3 separate regions of the Mus musculus genome follow, and all the other regions are linked to region 3. Evidence: chromatin contacts called from public Hi-C data. All regions are on one chromosome and are shown on one strand. The core of a region is the stretch at or near the end of the contact, and the rest is flanking DNA. Distances in the headings are between cores, read along the strand shown.

The links. A called contact is a pair of places that touch in the nucleus more often than the background predicts.
Region 1: a contact with region 3 is called in a Hi-C map of embryonic stem cells, with 1.8 times the contacts expected there. The contact joins the promoter of Hmcn2 here to the promoter of Ass1 in region 3. A contact is called at or near these places in 7 of 39 promoter capture datasets (the 3T3-L1 cell line, 3T3-L1-derived adipocytes, embryonic stem cells and 3 more), 6 of 484 Hi-C or Micro-C datasets (Th1 cells and embryonic stem cells) and 3 of 115 datasets of contacts at active chromatin or transcription factors (all in embryonic stem cells).
Region 2: a Hi-C map of cortical neurons shows a contact between it and region 3, with 2.9 times the contacts expected there. The contact joins the enhancer-like site here to the promoter of Ass1 in region 3. A contact is called at or near these places in 6 of 39 promoter capture datasets (the 3T3-L1 cell line, 3T3-L1-derived adipocytes, embryonic stem cells and 2 more), 11 of 484 Hi-C or Micro-C datasets (B cells, Th1 cells, cortical neurons and 2 more) and 3 of 115 datasets of contacts at active chromatin or transcription factors (all in embryonic stem cells).

The regions. Positions count from the first base shown.
Region 1 is chr2:31,312,918-31,315,617 of GRCm38.p6, reverse strand. Hmcn2 (hemicentin 2) reads right to left here and starts at 1,286. Exons shown (of 98, transcript NM_001370902.1): 1 at 942-1,286. The coding sequence starts at 1,203.
Region 2 is chr2:31,293,837-31,296,536 of GRCm38.p6, reverse strand. It overlaps Ncs1 (neuronal calcium sensor 1), which reads right to left. Exons shown (of 8, transcript NM_019681.3): 8 at 1,065-2,700. Among named protein-coding and RNA genes, the nearest start is that of Hmcn2, 19 kb to the left of the region's middle. Within about 2 kb of position 1,371, at least 2 of the 459 cell types and tissues checked have an H3K27ac peak or open chromatin away from gene starts, as enhancers often do. A contact at or near this core is called in cortical neurons, where this site is marked.
Region 3 is chr2:31,468,838-31,471,537 of GRCm38.p6, reverse strand. Ass1 (argininosuccinate synthetase 1) reads right to left here and starts at 1,268. Exons shown (of 16, transcript NM_007494.3): 1 at 1,199-1,268.

The DNA of each region.
Region 1 (2,700 bases), core at 37-2,536, 160 kb after region 3:
GTGCAGGGGACTTTTGGTGGTGAGGCTTCGGGGAGCATATTCAACCCTGAGCTAACAGGGTGACTGCGGGGGGGGGGGGGGGAGCGGGGAATCAGCAGGTGTCAGGGAGCCATGCTTTGCTGGGAAATTTCACTCTGCTGAAGTAGGCAGGCAAAAGGGAACCGGCAACAGGCTGTTACTATCAGCCAGGGGTTCCACAAAGGGCTGCAGTTCCCCCTGAAAGCCATGTCCTGGCTTCTCACATGCAAGCTGGGAGAGGACTCTAAAACAAACAAACAAACAAACAAACAAACAAACAGCACCTAAAATCTTACAGGCAGTCGGCACAGAGCTTGCCTAGTGTGCATGGGCCCCAGGTTCAATCCCCAGCACCGGATAAAGGGGCTATGTTAGTGCAGGTCTGCGATCCCAGCGCTCTAGAAGCTGAGGCCGGAGGATCAGAAGTTCAGAGTCATTCTCCACTACACAGAACACTGGGAGACCAGCCTGAGCTACAGGAGATCTGCCTCACAAAGGGGAAGGAAAGGAGGAGAAAGGGGAGAGAGAGGGAAGGAGGAAGAAAGGGCAGGCAGGCAAAATAAAATCGAGAACCAAAAACCTCACAGGTTCCTGGCACCTACTGCCAACATCCCCACACATGTTCCCACTTCACAAATGGAGAGGGTGAGACTCAGAAGCTTTTGGTCGCCTGCTAGAAATTTGTAACCTCAGTGCCAACCTGGGGATGCAGGAGAGGGCGTGGCCAGGCAAGGGAAATGTGCCAGAAGATGCTAAGGTTCTGCTTATTGCTGTGCGCCAGGCAAGGCTGGACGAGCAGCAGGGGTGAGGGGTGGAGAGGACAGGACACCAAAGCATGACACCTCGAGGACTTGGGGGGAAGGAGGGAACCTCGAGAGCCGCGCGGTGGGGAGACCTTGAGAACGGCCGGCGAGGGGCTCTACCTGGGTCGTGGAAAGGCACCAGCGCATAGTTGGCGATGACCCGGCTGCGGCTGCTCAGGCTGCGCTCCAGAATGCGCGAGGCGCCGTCGATCACCTGCATCAGGTCATCCCACATGGAGCCGGTGACATCGAAGACGAAGGCTAGGGTGGCGTCTCCTGTGGCGGGGGACAGCGTCTTCGTGGGCGCGTCAGACGTGACCACCGCCGCCACTGCTGTAGAGATCGCCACGAGCAGCGGCAGGAGCTGCGCCCCAGGCGTCATGGTGAGCCGGAGGCTGCAGCCCTGATGGGACCCGCAGGTCGCAGTGAGAGATGGCAGTGCAGTCTCGCTCTAGCGGGTTCACCGGACAGGGGCGCGGCGGGGTTCCCCTGGTGGGAGCCCGAGGCGGTCCCTAATGCCCACCCCGCCTCTCGCACCCCTCCCCCGCGCCCCGCGGCGTGACTCAAACTTTCCCAGCCCCTCGGCTCTCTGGTCCAGCCCCGAGGTTAGAGGAGGACGCAAGGCAGAAGGCAGGAGGGAGGTGGGGCCACGGCCAAGGGCGAGGGATGAGGGTGCGGGAATCCGCGGACACCTGCAAGCCCTTCTGCGGGGGCGGAGAGGCCACAGGAGCAATCCAAGCCTGGCTCAGACAGGCTTTGCACTCACTGCTACCTCTATCAGTGGTTCTGAGCCTCCCCAATATTGTAATTATTCTTGTCAAAATCAACAAACCTAAGCCTGGCGTTCACTATGGCCTCGGCATCCCACAGATAAAGTCTGGAAACTTACGGTAATCCTTGGGGAAGATACTAAGACCAAACGTATTTGATGCAAGACTCGGCGATGAGCCCATTACTGAATGGTGTAGGCAGCATCTGAAGCCAAATATAGAAGGACCCCAAGTCCCTCAGGCTCTTCCGTCTCCCCTGAGTATTGTAAGACATCATTACAGGTCATATGGGGACTCCACAGGATTGGGCACACACTCCTCTGGTCACCTGTCCAAGCGGACTCATGGATTGCATATGAAGTGGCTGCGGCACCTGTTAGGGGCTGCCTGGGCTGGGTTCAACCATCCTTTGATGGTTCCTCTGCCAGCTGGGTGGGAGGTGCTGCCTCTGCCAGTGGGCCAAATGAGGATGTCCTCTGCACAATCAGGTTGGGGGTGCTCTCTCTCTGCCATTGGGCTGTTGGGGTACTCATCATTGGCTGGGCAGAATGCTCCATTCACCATTGGGCTGGCCAGAGGTGTTTCCCTCCATTCTGTTGCAGCCCTTCACTCTCCCAGGCGGTACACTCCCAGTGGTTTCTGTCCTTACAGACCAAGAGCCCCTTGGAGTGAAGAGTGTGCCTTAGCGTCCACCCCACCACAGGGTGGTGACTCATTAGATGTTGCTTGACTGGAGGGGGCAGCTTTGGCAAGCATGTTTGATTTCTTAGGGTCTTTTCTGTGTACAACACCCTGGGTGAAGTCAGAGAAACCCTGGACATAGCTGAGAGCTCTGGGCTATAGAGGCGACACTCTCTTGACCCTTCCTCTGTAAACACCTCAGCCAGGAGCAAAGCCACTCCACACTGTCTCTTCTCCTTTGGACCAGCCTCAGTTCCTCCATCTTTGAGGCTGCTGGGACCACTCTGTTCTGCATCCACAACCCTGTGTGTCCTCATCCTAGTTCTGACTAAACTGTATCACTGGGACTGTGCCTGGGTGTGTGACCTTCCACTGCAATTGAGCTCTGAGACAATGGAGACCCAGAGCCTGGAACACACGGGAGCCCA
Region 2 (2,700 bases), core at 122-2,621, 180 kb after region 3:
GAGACTAGCCCTGTTGGGAGGAGGAGATACAAGGTTCTGACCTCTGACTTTCAGACCAACAGGCCTCAGGCGAATGTATGTATGTATCCACCCATATACAGCAGTGTGGCCCCTAGGTGACCCCAGCAGATGGGGTATGCAGGAGGGGGTGCTACAGGGTGAACCTGTGACCTGCTCACCTGCTGCTCCCTGGTCACCAGGGCACCCTTTTATTTTTTTAATTTACTTATTTATATATGTGAGTACACTGTCACTGTCTTCAGACACACCAGAAGAGGGCGTCAGATGCCATTACAGATGGTTGTGAGCCACCATGTGGTTGCTGGGAATTGACTCAGGAATGACAGAAGATAGATCAGTGCTCTCTCCAACCCCATCACCACTGGACTCTTAACCCAGCAAACTGAGTTGATACCTTGCATGGGCTTTCTCTGGGGTATCCTGAGCAGACCACACCCAAAGCGAGAGCAAGACTGTCCTGGGAGAAAGAAATCTAAAGCAGACAGAAACACAGAAACAGACAAAGCACCAGGCTCACACAGGGAGGTGGGGAGGTCCAGGAAGCATGTTTAATCGGCCAGACACAGACGACATACATCGGGAGCAGGGAGGAGACCCGGACATGCGACAAAGCCTATCACCCTTGGCCTGCACCACCAGGCGAGGGCCTCCCTATGTCCCCCAAGACATAGACAGGACGGCACCCCAAAAAGAGACACCGAGGGTGCTGGGAACACAAGCAGGGAAGGATGCAAACAACCAGAGTGAAAACATCACCTTCTCTAGATTTGGTTTTTAAGTCACCTAAAAATCCGTCGGGAGCTGTAGGAACCCCTAGGAGCACCAACCCACACAACGCTGGCCTGTCACCCCTGCAAGGTGGCTGACCTCTTTCTGAGGCATGGAGAAACAGATCCAATGAGTAACGTGACTCCTCCAACGTCCTGAAGGAATCTGGAGACTTGGTCCGGGAATGCAGAGGTAAAGGGTGTTGGGTGGGGCCCCCACCCTAGGAAGCAGACAAAACCTGAACCTAATGCCAACACAGAAGATGGGACCAACTGTTTATTCAACAAAAGCCTTTTATTCATTCAAAAATTAACCATTGGATTTATTCTGCAGATATTTTTTTAAAAAATTAAAGTTGGGAGGGCAAAGCTTCCCACTGTGCCCTTATGCCAACTACCTTGCCAGTCCCAGCTGACCTAGCAGAGGTGTGGGTGGGAGGCATGCTGCCAGATATGTAGGGCTGGGGGCCCAGGACCTCGGAAATCACAGCCCCCACCTTGGCCTTCCCACCTCTAGCCTCACCTCTGGCTGGACCACTGCATCCCCGGGTGCCACTGCGGCTCATCACCACCAGGGGGCGTCCCCATGCATCTTTAGATCATGTAAATGCAGAAACACACTGGAAAGAATCTTGGAGGCTTTCTGCTTGGCCAGCAGTGGGGGCTTTCTCAGGAGAGATGCCAGGGATCCCCAGGGACTGCACACCCCACTATCTCCTAGAAGAGACAAGGTCCCCCAAAGTGCAAAGGAAACACAGCTTCCTAGGAAATGGCCTGTCAAACTGTAGACCATTTAAAGAAAGAGATGTCAATGCTGCATACATTTGCCTTGTTATTTTAAACCTGGCTAGATACTGAAAAGTCGTGATAGGCTCCCAAGTCACCGTCGACACAAGGTGGGCAGCAGATGCTGGGAAGAGGGGGTCACAGCATTCCTGGCCCTAGAAAGGAGGGTCTGCCGAGGTACCAGGGGCCTGGCCTCACTGGCTGGACCACACCCCTAAAGAAAGCAGCATCAGATGGGGTGGGGCCTCTGTGGAAATGAACTTGGAGAGGTCCTCAGGCTGCACAGAAGAGGCCTGGCCTCAGATTCTGGGCGTGCTGTGTGCCTCAGCTAACTGCTGGTGAAAGAGAGACAGACATCAGTCAGCACGCGTCCTTGAACAAAAACAGTGTCCCACACCCTGCCAGGAAAAGGCAGCCCAGGGCTGTCTCAAAGTCCGAGGCTTGGACCCAAGGACATAAACTGTGAAGACCAAAAGCCACACTGAAGGCTACAAACCAAAAAGCCGAGATCCTGAGAGGAAGCCTGGACCCACAGAAAAAAGTGAACACCTTAGCTGAGGAGCCTCTCCTCAGCTTGGAATCACTGGGTCTTGATGCCACCAAAAATGTCCACTGACAGAGGGACAGCTGAGTCTCCAGAGACCAGAGAGAGGGCCTCTCAACCTATGACACCACATCTACTCTCTAGGACATGTCAGGGATCAAGCAGGAAGATGACCCAAAGAGGTCTCAAAGAAAATTTCCCTGTGGGATCTGGTGGGCTAGCAATGGGCACAGCATGAGCAAAGGGTCTACCCAGGAAGAGGGAGTGTGCATGGACTAGCTAAGCATTCCCACCACAGGGATGGACAGGCAGCCAAAGCCACCTATTGATGGGGGACATCAATCCTCCAGGGGACAGCTGCTCATCCACAGGTCATTAGCAAGGAAGATTTTGGTCTCCCAGAAGTATGCTGGAGATTACAGGAGAGTCAGAGCAGAAGAAAAATCCGGGAACCAATTTCCCCCTCTCAATGGTGGGCAGAGAGGTTACACAAACTAGAAGCAAGAACTGTGAGCTTAGGTCTGCCTCTGCAGCTGAGAGGCTCACCCCGGAAAGCTCCCCAGGGTGAGGATGAGCCCAAAG
Region 3 (2,700 bases), core at 19-2,518:
GGGAGAGGGTAGGGGGAGTTTGAAATGGAGGCTATTCCAGTCTCTGCCCAGCCCAGCTCTTAGGTTTCTCCACTGTCTTCTTCCTTCTGAAAGCCTTGTCTGGGGCGGGGGAGGGGGTGGAGGAGTGGGGGAGTAGGTGGCTGGGGAGGGTTGCGGGGGGGGGGGGGGGACGGGACCCTGTCTTTTCAGGTCTTCATCCCAGACCCAGTGAGCAAGTGGGCAGACCCTGGCCACAGTTCTCAAAACAGCTCACTGAACTTGAACTCTTGGACAGCAAGAGTTCTGAGTCCAGGCACAAGGCTGGCAGCCCTGGAGCTGGGAGGCTGACGTCAGGGGTCACCTGCCAGGTGGAGGAGCCGCAAAGCGAGGGATCAAAGGAAGGGTTTTCCTACTCTACCCCTGGGGAAAGGGCAGGTCTGCTCCTGCCAGCTGCACTTGCAGACAGCCTGACAGACCCACTTCACAGAGGGGAATACTGAGAGCGCGGTTAGTTCTCCTGGAGAAGATTTCCCTCGATTTCTCGGTTAGCCTGCCTTCCAGAGAAGGGCCCAAGCCGTTAACAAGCCAGAAACAGACATTTCCTGCGAAGGGGCTCCTCCCAAAGAGCCAGCCAGCTAGCAGGAAACCTGTCTAGAAGCCCCACCCAGACTGAGCCTGGCATTGCACCCTACGGAGAAGAGAAACCAGTCACAGCCTAGGAAGGACCCGGGACGGGTAGGCAGGGTTCGCGTGTCCACCAGAGCAGGGTACTGTCACACTCAGGAGAAAGGCACACGCCCAAGCCCCTAAGGGCAAAGAGGGGCTGGACCTTTTGCTTACTTTGAGAAACAAGCCTGAACATAGATCGGCGAATCTGATCCAGGGAGAGGGATTCGGAAGCCCCCAACCCTCTGGACTCTCCGGGACTCTACTTGGAGCCTTCGCAGCACACAGAGGATCGTGAAAAACCAGAGGGGGACCTCCATAGTCCTCCTGCTCCGGAGACCTTGGGACCCGTTCTCCTACATGGGTTCCCTAGGCAGGAGGAACGTGTGCGTCACAGCGCCCCGGACATCAGCCTCCTTCCTTCCACTAACTGCGCGGTCACTCGGGGGCTGCCCTGAGCCCACCCCCTGCAGCTGCTCGCTCCCTCTGGGATTCCTTGGTCATGAGACCCTGGATAGAGAGTGGGGACCAAGAAGGGCCCGGAACTTCTTACCAGTGAGCCCAGGCGGCAGTGGCAGACGGCGGAGCAGGGCTGAGAGAGGCGCGCATCCAGGGTTATAAGCACAGGGCCTGGGGGGGGCAGGAACCTGGGACACGTGGGGACGGGCGCGAGAAAGGCCCCGCCCTCGGGCCCGGCCCCCGCTCCGAGCCTCTCAGGGCTCGAGGCCACCTGCGGGTGGGCGTGGCCCCGCGCTCTCTCCCGCTGGCCCCTCCCTCTTCCCTTGGCGCCCGCACCACCTCCCGGGGGCGCACGGGCGTGGGCTCTTGCAATTTAGGTCCCCTGATCCTGACCCGCTGGTGGCGCCTGGGAGGGCGGCAGAGGTTGGAACCCGCGTGACTAGCAAGGCTGATCGCAGCTGTCTTGCAAGAACCCTTGAAAGCGCTGCAAGGCGGGAGTGAAGATGCAAATTGCTTAGGTTCAGAGGCTGTGTAGCCCCACTCGATTTAAAGACTGAAGCATCTGCCCCTCAGAGGCTCTTGCTTTCCCTGATGCTAGCCCACAAGCCAGAGCTAAGGGTTCACAAGAAAATGCAAACGAGTTGGCCAAGGATGGCTGGGGATGCCATTTTAACGTCCTGGCCTGGCACCTGCCCAGATCGCCGTGGGCTCCCAGTAAATGGTGAATCAAAGCCTGGCTGTCTGCTGAGCCATCAGAAGATGGGGAAGGTTGAGGTTCACAGAGGTGAAGCTGCTGGCTTGTAAAGTGAACCCGGGGGTTGTGGCCCACATGAGCCAGAAAGCCGTGCCAGAGGCTTCCCAGCCTGGCCTGAGCCCTGCAACACACAGGACAGCCCCTGCCCCAGTGAACCTCAACACCCAGGATTACGGCAAGATCATATCCCCCAGGCAGGCCTAGATTCCAAGCCTCAGACGGCTCCATGCCCATGTTTTACCCAGCTTTCCTTACTACTGCCTTGCCCTGAGACTCTGGGTGCCCTCTGGGGTCCAGCCAAGCCCCTTACTCGGTCTCCTGATTTTTGTTCAAGGTCAGAAACAGCAGCTGTGGGGGCTTCTAGGAGGGAGAAGGTGCCAGACACATTTACAAACTTTAGCTGCAGGATTCTTTTGTGCTCCTGGCCCTGTCCTCCAAGCTAAACGTAGCCCATGCTGGTTAGAAACTCCAGAGAGCCAGGTGGGGACGGACGTCCAGGGGACAGCCTGAGGCATCTCTCTGCTAAGTGACACTAGAACAGCTGACCTTCGGGCGTCACTGGACCAGCTCTGGACCTTCCTCACAGACAGGAGACTAGTGAGGTCAATGAAAAGAACATGCCAGCAACTTTTGAGCCACTTTGAGGCCATTGGTCCCCATTTGCTGACTCGGCTTCTTAGGGCTGGCCCAGAAGCTTTCCATCTTACCTTTATGAAATATATGCACAGAGAGAGGGTGCATCTTTCCCAAGGCCACACAGCATGCCCAGAGCATAGCAGAATTTGGGCCCCGAAGCCCAAAAGCCTCTGCTCTAACTCAGGTTTGAACTGAACTGGTTCAGG